Regions from separate parts of the Xenopus tropicalis genome. Here region 1 is linked to region 2. The links are chromatin contacts, called in public Hi-C maps. All regions are on one chromosome and are shown on one strand. Each heading gives the region's core, a stretch centred on a gene start, on an enhancer-like site or on the middle of the called end of the contact. The rest is flanking DNA. Distances are from core to core; before and after follow the strand shown. Region 1 holds the start of fam222a (family with sequence similarity 222 member A). Region 2 has its middle 25 kb from the start of mmab.

What was found. A called contact is a pair of places that touch in the nucleus more often than the background predicts.
Region 1: a Hi-C map of neurula embryo shows a contact between it and region 2, with 2.2 times the contacts expected there. The contact joins the promoter of fam222a here to the enhancer-like site in region 2. A contact is called at or near these places in 2 of 5 Hi-C or Micro-C datasets (brain and neurula embryo).

What each region holds. Positions count from the first base shown.
Region 1 is chr1:147,066,810-147,073,599 of UCB_Xtro_10.0, reverse strand. It overlaps fam222a (family with sequence similarity 222 member A), which reads right to left and starts at 2,317. Exons shown (of 3, transcript NM_001079118.1): 1 at 1,290-2,317.
Region 2 is chr1:146,861,088-146,867,460 of UCB_Xtro_10.0, reverse strand. No RefSeq gene overlaps it. Among named protein-coding and RNA genes, the nearest start is that of mmab, 25 kb to the right of the region's middle. Within about 2 kb of position 4,725, at least 1 of the 11 cell types and tissues checked has an H3K27ac peak or open chromatin away from gene starts, as enhancers often do. A contact at or near this core is called in neurula embryo, where this site is marked.

The sequences.
Region 1 (6,790 bases), core at 1,068-3,567, 210 kb before region 2:
CCCCCCCCCCCCCCATATTATTAGAATGTATGTCATGGTTATTTATTGCATTTATTACTTTTCTCAGCATATGATGAGGTCACAGAGGAATAGAACACAAACCCATTTCCAGGGAGAGCAGCTGAGAGCAAATGGCTTGGAAGAGAGCAGGAATGTTGAGTGGGATTTTGCTGGAGTGGCAAGAAGGCTGATTACAACTAGAACTCTGATTAAAAAAAAAAAGCCAACCTGTGGCACTTAGAATTTTGTGAACTACAACTCCCATCACTTCACGACAACCAAGGGCTGTTAAGAGTTCATCAGCACATTGCCCATCACTTGTTCAAAATGATCTATACACAAACACAATAGCTAAAACAGAATATAGCTTCCAGTTTTGAGCATACACCATATAACGTAGCTTTCTGTATATTAGCACTTTCACTGCCAGGAATTGTCTGTACATGGGATACATCAGCATTACTGTTATATTATTCTAGACAGCCCAGTGGTTTAACTCATCTACGCAAATAACTAGTAGGGATGAGTCAATGAATCCATTTTCTGCAGGTTATGGGCATTGCTGGGCACATCTACATTTAAACATTACTGTTAGCTGCTGATGCTAACTCAATCGGCAGAAAGGACACTATTACACCAATTAAAATGAAAGTACAAGTACTTCCTAATGTTTAAGCAATAGTTAGGAACATGAAATACATCACTAGTCATACTGTACTTGCTTGGAAGATGTCCTGTGTCAGTGAGTCTACCTTAGAAATGGCTGACAGACCTTATTATATCACATCTACATTTATTTAAACATGCCCCCTCCAGTTGTTATTTAACTATAACTCCCAAAGCCCTCGATAGCAGGAATGGAAGAGCTACAGGTTATACTGAGATTTTATATTTCTCTGCTTATACCAGTCCCTAGAGAGCAAGCTCTTCTGAACCAGCTTCTGCCACCTAGGAGGGAAGAATGCCAGGTATAAATAGTCACACTGTGAATTGGGACCTAGATGTGAAACACCATCAACATAGTCATGTATTTCATAGTAACTGTCTAAAAGCACTAACAAGACAGAAGGCATCAAATAGTGGTAATGTTAACTAAAGGGGTAACTTAGTATTTATTATATACGAGGAAGGGGGGAATAATGGCAACAAAAAGCATGAGTATTCATAATAAATGAAGTGAGTAAAAACCAATGGGAAGATGCACCATCTGCTATTTAACCTTCAGAAAATGTTGAAATAATTTGCCCCTTTTTTTGTCAAAAGAAGCCCACCCCCCTCAGAATATTTACCATAAATCTTCAGTTTCTCCTAGGCAGGCTCCTGGGGTCCAATGGCAACGATCAAGTCTTTTGCACAACCCTAAAACTTAATCCAAGCCATAAGATCTTCAGAAGTATTCCATTAAATCCCTTTATCTGCCAGGGAAATCCAATGTATCATCTGACAGGAATCAGTATGGGAGTTTCAGCCTTTCAGTGACTACAGCCTTTAAAAATACCCCATTCATAAAAGTGTCAACTTTTGTACTAGACAGAAGGCTTGCACCAATCCAGATTAATGATGAGCCATAAATTAAAAGGAACTGTTCTAAAGCTTTAACAGGATGGAGTTGCCAAATCGATCACATTAGCAGCACAAAATCCTTTGATAATAAAAAAAAGCCACAGGAACTCTTCAAGATCTCAACCCGACAGAAATCGGCCGTGTACCTCGTCTGTGCCTTTTGTCAGGGGAAATTCCATTTATTTGAGAGCCTCTGGCAGTGTTTTCATATCAATATGACAGCAGACAGAAGGGAGGGGGGCACGAAAACATTCATTTAAATAATAAATAGAAAAAAAGGGGCAAACTGGCGATGAATCCTGTAAACTCCACAGGGCAGGTTATTGTAGGTAAAGAGCGACACAAAGCCTTCAGATAAATTGAAGGAGGCAGAAGATCCAGTGTATTTCTCCGCAGAGAATAAATATTTAGCGTGTGGGGCTGAAGCAGAAGGAGGTAAAGCTTCCCAGTGTCCCCGATGTGCGACTTGTCTCAGCGCTGCAGCAGCAGGAGGAGGAGATGCACCATCCGAGCCGCACCGAATGCTCATATATCAGATCCCCTCAGCGCAGCTCCGCACAAGCTTCAATCCCCGGTACGGGCAGCAGCTCTCTGTCTTCTGCTGGTGCAATTTACCACACAGGAAGAATCCTTTCCGGGACAGCGTTTAAATACAAGCAGAGGGTACCAGGAAAGAAGGGGAACGATCCGACAGTGCAGAGATGTGGGATCTGCTTCTGAGATCGCCTCGCAAACGCTGCAGCCCGGGCCAGCGGGTCCTCACAGCTGCTCTGCACGTCGGGAACTGACAAACAGACAAGTGATGCTTCTGCCTCTGTTCTCTAAGCCACGCCCGCGACACGCCTAACAGCCAATGGGAGAGGCGCTGCCGGAGAGGACCGGCCAATGGAAAGCGAAAAAGGCGTTTACCTGGGGGGATAAGCGAACCGAGTCTCAGTGGAGCCCCAGGGAGGAAGGAAGGGCCGTGCGATGTTTTCGCGGAAAAATTAAAATCCTCTTAAAGGACAGCCGCTGCCGTACCTTACCATTGTTTCCTTTTAGTTTTGCCTTTTTTTAAAAAAAGAAATCCTTAAAACACGATCAATACTACAACCTGACAGCGACATTTAGTAAATGAGATTATTCATGCCCAAGTCGGGTAGGAATAAGATATAAACATTGAACGTTTTACAGGAATGGCCGGAACCACATTACACAAGCCTACACTCTTATGCTTTTATTCTTCCTTTTATTCCCTTCCCATCACTGACCTTTATAGGAGTTAGCGCTGGAAAGCTGCAAGCACCAAATGCTAAAACTTTTAAAAAAAATGAAAGCAAATCATTTCTTTAGAAGTCTCTCATTATGTACTGTATGTATATGTATGTATATCTTTATTTATAAAGCGCTACTTATGTACGCAGCGCTGTACTGTAGAATACATTAATACAAACAGTGTTATTAAGATAATAATAGTATAACAATAAATACAAGATATAGTTGCAATAAGTTAAGAGTCAATGACACAAGAGAATGGAGGTCCCTGCCCGTAGAGCTTACAATCCCTAAAATCCTGGTACTGCCGCTGCCTTGGTCACATTCTGACTTCTGTCTGTTTGGGGCACGGGGGCATGGTTGGTGCCAGCAAGCAGTGAGGATTAATAATCCATTTTCCTTTTATTCTATTTTGATCTCTGAGTTTTTGGTTTTATTTTCATACTTGGCACACTGACCTTTAATTCATTTAAAGGCAAAGCTAAATATTCCTCATCCTGACCTGCGAGTTCATGATTAAAAGCAAACTAGTTATGTCATATGTGGTCCCCTTTCAAGTCGCTAACTGGCAAACAGGTTAGAGATGCAAGAAGCAAGTTATGTTCTGGCTATTACATTAGACATCCACTGACTCCAGCCATTTTATCAGGTTTTATTTTTTAAACTAATCTGTTCGTTTAACTTGGTGCCATACACAGTCTTCTGGTGTTTACAAGGGGCATTTATCTGGGCATATGTAGATTTTGTATCAGGGCTAGTGATGAGCGAGTCTGTCCCGTTTTGCTTTGCCATAAAATTTGCGAAATGAAAAGAAAATTCGCAAAACGGTGAAAAATCCATGAAACGCATTTGTAGTGCATCTTTTTTGACCCCGCCCGCACCCAATTTTGAAGGAAGGTTCGCGAAACAATTCGCCAATGGTAAAATGTGGAAATTCGCTGCGAATCCACGCCTGGTGGAAAAAATTTGCTCATCACTAATCAGGGCCACTCACACTACCTGTAGAGTATGTCCCACTATAATTGGCCAATCACAGATCATGTGGTAGGTGTATCACATAAAGGCCGGCATGGACCCAGGGGCAAAGTGATTCTTGGAAATTGCAAATGTTTTAGTAAGTCCAAAGTGATGGTATTCATTTTCTATTATAGTTCCTCCCTTGTTAGCATTGCAAGTAATAAAGGATTCATCTCTCTTATTTGGAACAGACCATCGTTGGTGTAATTTGAAGTTACAGCAATGAGTGCATCATTACAAAATTTTGTTACAGCTTCCCATGGGGGGGTCAACAGTTTTACAGACATATTTTGAATTTGAGTATTGGTCATGTCCCACACAAGCAGTTGGGATTTTGTGTCCTTTGTTACATAGAACATTTCAGGGTTTTGCAACTTTTCACCAGCCTCAAGGTCCCCATACACCATAAGATCACACCTACGGGTGGGCGATATCAGGAAAATCCAGGGTAATTTGATTGTTTGGCCCTGGGGCCAAATAATCGAATTATAACGGCAGGTATAGGAAAAGTCGGTCCGGGGACCACATCAACGAGCCGATGCGGTCCCTGATCCAACTAGATTTTATAACCTGCCTAATCGAGATCTCCCGTCGGGAGTGCCCATACACGGGCCGATTAGCTGCCGAATCAGTCCAAGGGACCGATATCGGCAGCTACTATCGGCCTGTGTATGGGGACCTTTAGAAGGTTGTGTCCTTTACATCCTTAGACTAATGTCCCACAGAGATTAGTTGCTGCGATTTTTAAAAAGCGAGTTCCAGTCGCTCGTCTTTTCCTAACAAGCGATTACTAGAGATTTCAACAATGGAGAAACTATTTCCCACAAATCCAGGTGTCATATTCCCCGCCCACAATTAGAAAGTAAGTTCAGTGCAATGGGGAAATCGAAGTGACTTCCCACTCAGTGGGGTTTATTTCAGCAATTCCAATAATTTTAAATGACAAAGCTTTCTTTGTAAAATTGCTCGAAAAAGGGCCTCATAGTGGTTCGGAACGATAAGCGATTTGAAGTAGTATCGTTGGTTTAGGTACTGGCAATTTATATTCTTCTCTCTATGTAGAGACAAAACGAGCCACTTGTCGCTGGAACTCACTTTTTAAAAATCACAGCAACTAAATCTCTCCTTGGGACTTTAGGTTTGACTTGAGCAAAGTAATAACAGATCATGGCAAATGAGCAAATAAATAAGCACAAGACAGAAATACTTGACTTACAAATGAGTGCAAATTAACGGGGCCTTTCACCCCCAAATTTTTTTTTATAAATGAAAACAAATGTAATTCTAGGCAACATTCTAATATACATTCATTAAAAATGTTTCATGGTATTCAGGTTATTTGGAAATTAATTTGCTAATGAAAGAAGTATCTGTGTGGCTAGAAATATTCCTTGCACTTTTGGTTTGCACTCCCAAAATAATTTAGCACAAGCCAGCTGATTTACAGACCTGGAGGAGAAAGGATTCCCGCTACATTGTAGCTATAGTCAGATCCAGAGAACAGAGAGGGATGCACAAAAAGTGGTTTCATTTGCAATTCCATTTTTCATGTAATGTAAATGTTTAATTCATGTATATTAGAAAGTTAAATCATGTAAAACACTGTTTGTTTCCCCATACACTATAAGATCCGCTCGCTTGGCGATGTCACCAAGCGAGCGGATCTTCACCCGATATCCCCACCTACGGGTGGGCGATATCGGGTAGCAAGTAGCTTTAAAAAAAAAAATCCGATCGGATTACATTTGCGGCCATGGGGCAGTTGGTTCGGGGACCGCATCAACGAGCCGATACTGTCCCCGATCCGACTGGATTTTCTAACCTGGCCGATCGATATCTGGCCAATTTCAGGCCAGATATCGGTTGGCCAGGCCCCTTGTTTCTGCCCCTACACGGGCCGATAAGCTGCCGAGTCGGTACAAGGGACCGATATCGGCAGCTTCTATCGGCCCGTGTATGGGGGCCTTAAATTTTAAGTTGCCCCTGAATACTTCCTATGTTATGTTCACATGTTGCTTGGGAAAAGCTGAGATACCAAAATCCTTTGCTTGTCACGGTGTGTACATTGGCCAGGCAGAAGACAAGCAGCCCCTGTCTCAGTGGATCTTAAAATCTAATGTCACACACACATTAGGAGTCAATTAATCTGCCAATATCTTTATGAAAGAGCTCATGTTCAAAATTTGTTTCACTGGGGACAAGTATGTTGTGTCTATTGACACAATGGGAGCCTCTGCCAGGCCCTGGGTGGCAGTAGCTCTAGGACCCCCCCTACCTTAATAGGTGCAGTGGTGCACCATTATTCAGAAAAGGCAGAATGGATGCATTGGAAACCATGTGGAAGTGCAGTAATGTGTTTGAACATGTTTGTCGTTTGGAACATCTGCACTTGTGGGTGCATTTTTAAATGACACTTTCAATTATTATTCTGCCTCTTTCTGTCCTGCAACAGCAAATGTTATCTGGTTGTTGGGTGTCCTTGACCCTGGTAACCAAATAGCAGATTGAATGTAAGTGTTCAAGTTTATCATTATTCTAATTACTCTTTATTACAAATAATTAAGAACCCCCACAAACAAATTAAATAAGAGTTATTTATAGGTGACACATTGGTGAGAGTTTGAATTTAAAAGTAGCCACAGACACTTGCAGTCTAAAGCTCGCCCAATATAGAGCTTGCAATCAATAATATAAAGGAGCTTGCTGCAAACCAGAAACATGCTTTGTAATCAAGTGTGGGAATACGCACTGCATTTCATCTACCGGAAAAATGACCCATATTCTAAAGCAGAAGAAGATGACATACAGATTTTACAATCAAGTGATTAATTTACACACAAGTTTTGCAATCTACCAGTCTAAAAAAAAGAGCTTTTAAATGAAAGAAAATGGCTCATCAATCTTGAAAGCAAATTGAAATCTGACTCATACAGCTAAGAAGCAAGAATGGCAGTGA
Region 2 (6,373 bases), core at 3,476-5,975:
AACTTGTATCTTGCCACCGAAAAAATCAGTGTAGAGTTAATGGAATGCCAAATAGACATGTTTAATGATCTTTGTACAGTAGCAAGTCTGTGTTTAATATGCTGGTTGTCTATTTCCTGTAGTGATTATACTGGCACATCTGGAGTTAATGCGCAGATTATAAAGATTTGCAAAGTGCCCAAAACAGAACAATAATTGTATTCAGTTTAAAGCAATGCCCTTCTATGGGTTTCTTCCGACTCAAAATAATTTATCAGTTTTGCAGTAACACAGAAAGCAATTTGTAAATATGAGCCGCTTATTCTTTACCGCCCATAAAAAAATGAACAAGGGTTCATAAATCAGCCCCTAAATGTAGGCTCCTAAGAGAAAAGCATTTGTTTGGCTTATGACACACACAACAATTTCAGGCATTCTGCCTGCTGCATTTTTTATACACAAAACACAGCATTCCTGAAGTGGCCCCCACTGCACTCTACATAATCATTGCACACTTTTCTTTCAATAACCATTTCCAATTGGGGGAGATTTGTAACATTTTAATACTTTGTTTCAAGCTTAGAAAAAATTAATAGTTGTGCCCTATAGAAGTATTAATATGGACAGCACCCGAGTTAGTTCATGCAGTATATATCCATTAAAATGCATTTTGTACTGATTAAACACAGCAGCAGAGGTGTTTAGCTTGTATGAGTAATATTACTTTTGCACATACAGCCTATAGTATGCTGCCCAGTGCACTGCACATCTTATAAAGGACCTCAGTTTATGGCTCCTGTGAAAATGCACCATAAGGACAAACTGTGGCTCCATCCTGTTTATAGCTAGCTATATACTGCCATCTGATGGCAATGAAGAATACAGCAGTGACATGCCATGCAGGGGTTTACAGAGATCAATCCCTGCCCGAGTAGAGCTTACAATCAACATAGCTAGCATTTATTTGACTTAAACATTGAGCGGAGATTTAGCACAAACCACTTTCATTTAAAGAATGAGCGTTTATATTGATCCTAAAATTAAATAAGAATGAGTATTTATATTGATCTTTAAATTACAATAACCATAACAGCAATTACTTATTGTCATCAAGGCATAATATAATGAGAAAGGCTTATTATTATGAATAGGTAGGGAGATATAACACTGCTGTCAGGATACAAGGTGGTTTCTTGTTTTACTTACAAACTCACTGACAGTGCAGTCTCTTAAATATATACCTGAGTATATTGAGTTTGCCTAGGTGTAGTAACTTATAGCAACCAATAGAATGTTTGCTTTTAAACTGATCACCAATAAATGCTACCTGCTGCTTGGTTGCTATGGGTTACTGCAACAGGGCAAACTTACGGGCAGATTTATCATTTTTTTCGAATTCAAGAAAAAAACGCCATTGTGGGTGAAAAAAAGCAAGAAAGCTCACGTTATTTTTTTTCACTACTGCTTTTTAATTCTCAATTCTAACTTAATTAAAAAAATATTCCAACAGAACAGTCCAAACCTCTTTGAGTTTTGTTGCGAGAAAAAATAATCACATTGTTCTATTCATTTTCAAAGAGGTTGAAATCTTGACTATTTTAATACACTGGGGAAAAAGAAATAAAGTAATGTTGATCTTTAGACACAGTTGCCATTGACTTTTGTAGAAACTTGGGAGCCTTTATTTGCTACGTTTTGCTTTGCTTATTTTGCCTTCGTGTTTTTCATGCCACGTTTTTTTAAAATGGAACTTTCAAAAAATATCCTCAAATATCAAAGGCCAAAAAAAAATCTACATTTTTTTAGAAATCTTATTGTCTTGGTGTCTTATATCACACAATGCCATAACAGTAATACCATATGCACAAAGTTATTTTCACTCTTTTTCCCTTTACTGTGACTTGGCTCCCTAACTGTTCAGTAATGGGAAACCTAAAATAATTTGAGACATTTGGTTTATGCGCAGGAAGATCCTAGGCTCAATTCTAAACAGAACATTCTAAAAGGAATCAGTACTGGATACTAGGCAAGGAATAACTGCACCATTGCACATGGAATAACATTAATTATTTGTTGCTAAAGGTCAGTAACTGTAACCCACATTAATTCAGAGCGGATATAGAAATTTGAGAAGCAGATACCCATACTGATGATAAAGATGAATGTGAACATGTCACATTAAATATTGATAAGAATAAGCAAAAGACCTTAAAAGACATGTAAAGTGTATTTCACTATGGGGGGGGGGGGGTGACAAAATATTAGGCACCCCCTCCCCACAAGTAAAATAGATCTCTAAGATTGTTCCCCAGACAAGCCCCAGTGGAATAGATTTTATATGTCATTTGGGATAGCTTATTTACCACCCAGAAGGCAGTGTGCAAAAACATACTGTACTTACCCTATTTCAGGTGGTCAGGAAAGGGCTGGAGTCAGTGGGAGCTGCAGTGCCCAGCAAGTCACTCATGTCCCTATTCGTACTTCTTCCCCAGGTCTTAGTAAAGTACCCATATGGTCTGGACATTCAAATTCCTCTATAGGCTATATTTTGGTGAGTGAAAATATTGTCTATGGGAAACAGGTATGAGTGTCAAGATATACAGTCCCCTAAACTAAAGGCTTTATATCATTGACTGGGAATATATTTATCAAAATAACAAGAAATGAATACATCTAGAACAAACTACATTCAACCAACAAACAATGCATAGTTCAGAGAACTAGTTCAGTTCTCATAGTTCAACATAGTTCAGTTAAAAAAATAAATGTCTCATATATGATATTTTAAAAGGAAATCTAATGTATGACTGAAAGAAAGTTGCTTCTTTGATGTGAAACTGGGTTGAAAAAAGATCTATTTGACAAGATCACCAAATGAGCAGATATTTCACTGATATGCCAATAAGTTGGGCAATATTGGACTGTTCCAATTATTTGGCCCTGGGGATCATAATTGGACCTATTCAGGCCATTGGCACAATGACCACACCAATGCACAGATGTGGTCCTCGATCTGATGGCACTATCAAAACTGCCAAGTTGAAATCTGCCCAAGCAGGCCTGATGGCTTACACCACACACAGGCAAAAAGCTGTCTGGAAAGACTGAATTGGTAGCTTTTACCCCCTCTCATGTATTGCCACCTGAAGCAGTATTTTATCCATTCCTAGTAAACTGTATTTGTGTTTTCCCAGAGTAGTGTATCAAAATCACAGTTGTTAATTTTATAATTTTTTTGTTACTCAGTTATACAGTTCTGTCCGAAATCTAGTAGTATTTGGCATCATGTTGAAATTAAAAGATTTCCTTTATACCTAAACATTAAACAGCATATATCTGATGTGATGGTTTTTGTTGCCTTATATGCTATTCTCCAAAGGAAAACATAGGTATGATAGTTCCTTTGGGAATTTTTTTGTGTGAAAATTGAGACACAAAGAGAATGGAGCACAAGCCCTGAAATGGAAACGGTGGCCCTTTTATATCCAGTTTGAATAACTTCCCAGTGGGTTTAATCAGCAGTGGAAGTCCGGGATGACATACGTCAGGGTTAGAGACACAGGCTTGAATTTCTGGGGGACCCTGTTCACAAAAAGAACGCTCAGCTATGGTGTTTGTGAAGTTTTGAGTGACTACAAGGGTTTATGTGGCTTTGGAAGATTGTTATTTTTGGTGAAAGACAAGGGTAATTATCTGCAATCCACTAGCAGTTTCAGGCCTAATTTCATTACTGCTGTACAATCCTTCCCAAGTTGCTAGTCTATCAATGTCTTGCAGAAAGGATTAGCTGGCATTTTCTTGGTCTTGAAATGAATCTCAGCTGTCATGTCCATGATAGATAGCGCCTGGCTGGCCCAGCAGAGAGACAGTCACAGGTAGAGCTATTGCAGCTCCTCTTGTACTTATTAACCCTTTTTTGCTCTCTTTGCACAACTCTTTTGATAATTATCTTGTTTTTAGGCCGTGCCAGACTCTTATAAATAACATATGCCTGCCTAGCCTGCTAAGGTGCATTTCATTAAATAGAGCTAGATGTAGGTCATTCTAGACATGCGTTCACCCTGGTTTAATTAGCTCTTTGTTAAAGTTTTGAAGAAAGGCAGACAGGAAAAATGAAGGACAGCAAAGCATCGGTGTTGTAGCAGGTGCACAGCGTTGGGGTGCCTCCTTCTTTGTAGGGTGTAACAGATTAAGTTAATGACTATCGAAGTGTCATAAATATTTCTGAAAGTCAACTCCCATGCTTTAGTTCTGTCACTGATTACTGTCAGTGGAATTTGTAATGTTGCTTAAAATTACCGTACAAGATGGAAATTTGCCAGCATTGTGAGGCCTTAGGATTTAAAAATACCAACCTCCCCAGGTCGAGTCTCTGATAGGTCTCTTTTCAGGCCTTTAGTAGTGCAGGTTTACCAGCCAAGTTCGGAATTCATCACTTTCTGACCCAAAACAAAAGCTCAATGCATTTGTCAGCAGCCTTGCACTCATCACATATGCACACTTCATTCAGAGACTTCTAATTCATTTTAAGTAATAGGTTTGCTATCAATCAAGCATTCATAGACCATACAACCAAACACAGAAACCTATTTCACAAACAGTCGAGCCATGGGGGCCCTTTAGCTGTCTTTGGTAGTAGTAAAGTGTTTATTGTTAATAGTATAATAAGGAGTACTAATAATGTCACAGCTTCTGGGACAGATGTCTGCAACCAATGTCTGGGGTCAGTCTGTCTGGGTTGGCCTTCCCACAGCTGTTCTCAAATGGGTGGGAAGTTCACTATAGCTCTGAAAGGAAGCCTATCGGCTTTCATTAGTAGTGGGGCAATCAGGCCTAAATGATAGGCAAAGTAGTAATTATCTATTCAGTTGAGTGAGAGAGGAAAAATAAATTGTCTCCTGCATGCCCCAGATTACTAAACACCAATTAGCATCCTGTGTTCACATCACATGCAAATCTTTAAGCTGTATTTAGTATTAAGTCCACTACTGCCAGCTCAATTTCATTATAAAGCCAAGAATATATGATTGGTACAGGTTATAGTGCATGAAACTATGTGTCAGTTTTGTAATGGCCTGAACATATCTTCCTAGGCCAGGAAGGGATAGGCCAAGAAGGATGTAAAATGATGATGACCGTAAATACATTTTTAATAGGCGTAAGCCACACAGTCCCAGCTGCTATTTTAAAAATACTAAATTAATAGAATTCTAAATGATTAGTTAGCATTTTTTTACAGTCCGGATTAGAATTGTGTAGTTTAAAATGTGCTACATTAGCCATGATGAATTGGATGGGGGGGGGGGGGGGGCAGTTGATTAAACATTATGATACTTATACAATAGGTTTCTGTGATCTAGTAAGTTTGATGGGTACCAGACCAGGACTGGGATTCAATATAGGGCCTGGCATTTCAAGTACACAGAGGCCCAAACAGCCCCCACGCACCCAATACTGTAAGAAGTGACTATCTAAGGCAGAGGTCCCCAACATTTTTTACCTGTGACCCACATTTAAATGTAAAAAGAGTTGGGGAACAACACATGCATAGAAAAAAGTGAGCGTGTCAAATATGGGCTATAATTGCCTGTTTGGTAGCCCCTATGTGGACTGGCAGCCTACAGGGGGCTCTGTTTGGCAGTGCATCTGTCTTTTTATGCAATCAAAACTTACTCCAAGCCAGAAATTCAAAAATAAGCACCTGCTTTAAGGCCACTAAGAGCAACATCCAAGGGGTTGGTGAGCAACATGTTGGTCAGGAGCCACTGGTTGGGAATCACTGGTCTATGACATCTTACAGCAGCCCCTTTGGCATTTGCCAGAATCCACAGATTGCCAGTCCAAGCCTGATGGGCATATACTTTCCTATAAGCCGTATTGTTTTTTAAACTGTTACACTGTATGTCAGACTGCAGCAAGGAGAAAAAGTGCCCCTTGACATAAGGAACTCCTGGGAATAAGGTATATAGTTCACAAAGACAGAATACTGTTAAGCCCCTTTGCTCCCTATATGCTGTTAACTAACATGTGCCCAACATAGGTACAGTTTAGGGTGTAGCCCTAATTGCCTCTTTTACTGTGCAAAATTCACTGTAACTACCACCTGCTTTATGACTTATTTCTAACCAGCTCTCCATTCATATTCCTGATGCAGTGTTTGTTTTTATTGTCATGCTGCTCTGGCAGCTTAGCAATATTAGCAGCAGCAGCAGGAGCAAACTGCAAAGGGCTGGATGTACCATGGCATAAGACCAGGGTTCACAGGATGCACCAAGCAAATGTAAGTTAAAGTTCTGACAGTCTGAGTCTGTAGCTTATCAGCCCATGTATGGGGCCCTCAGATGAGCCTGCCTAACCGATACCTGGCTGAAAATCAGATTAATCCAATGTCAAC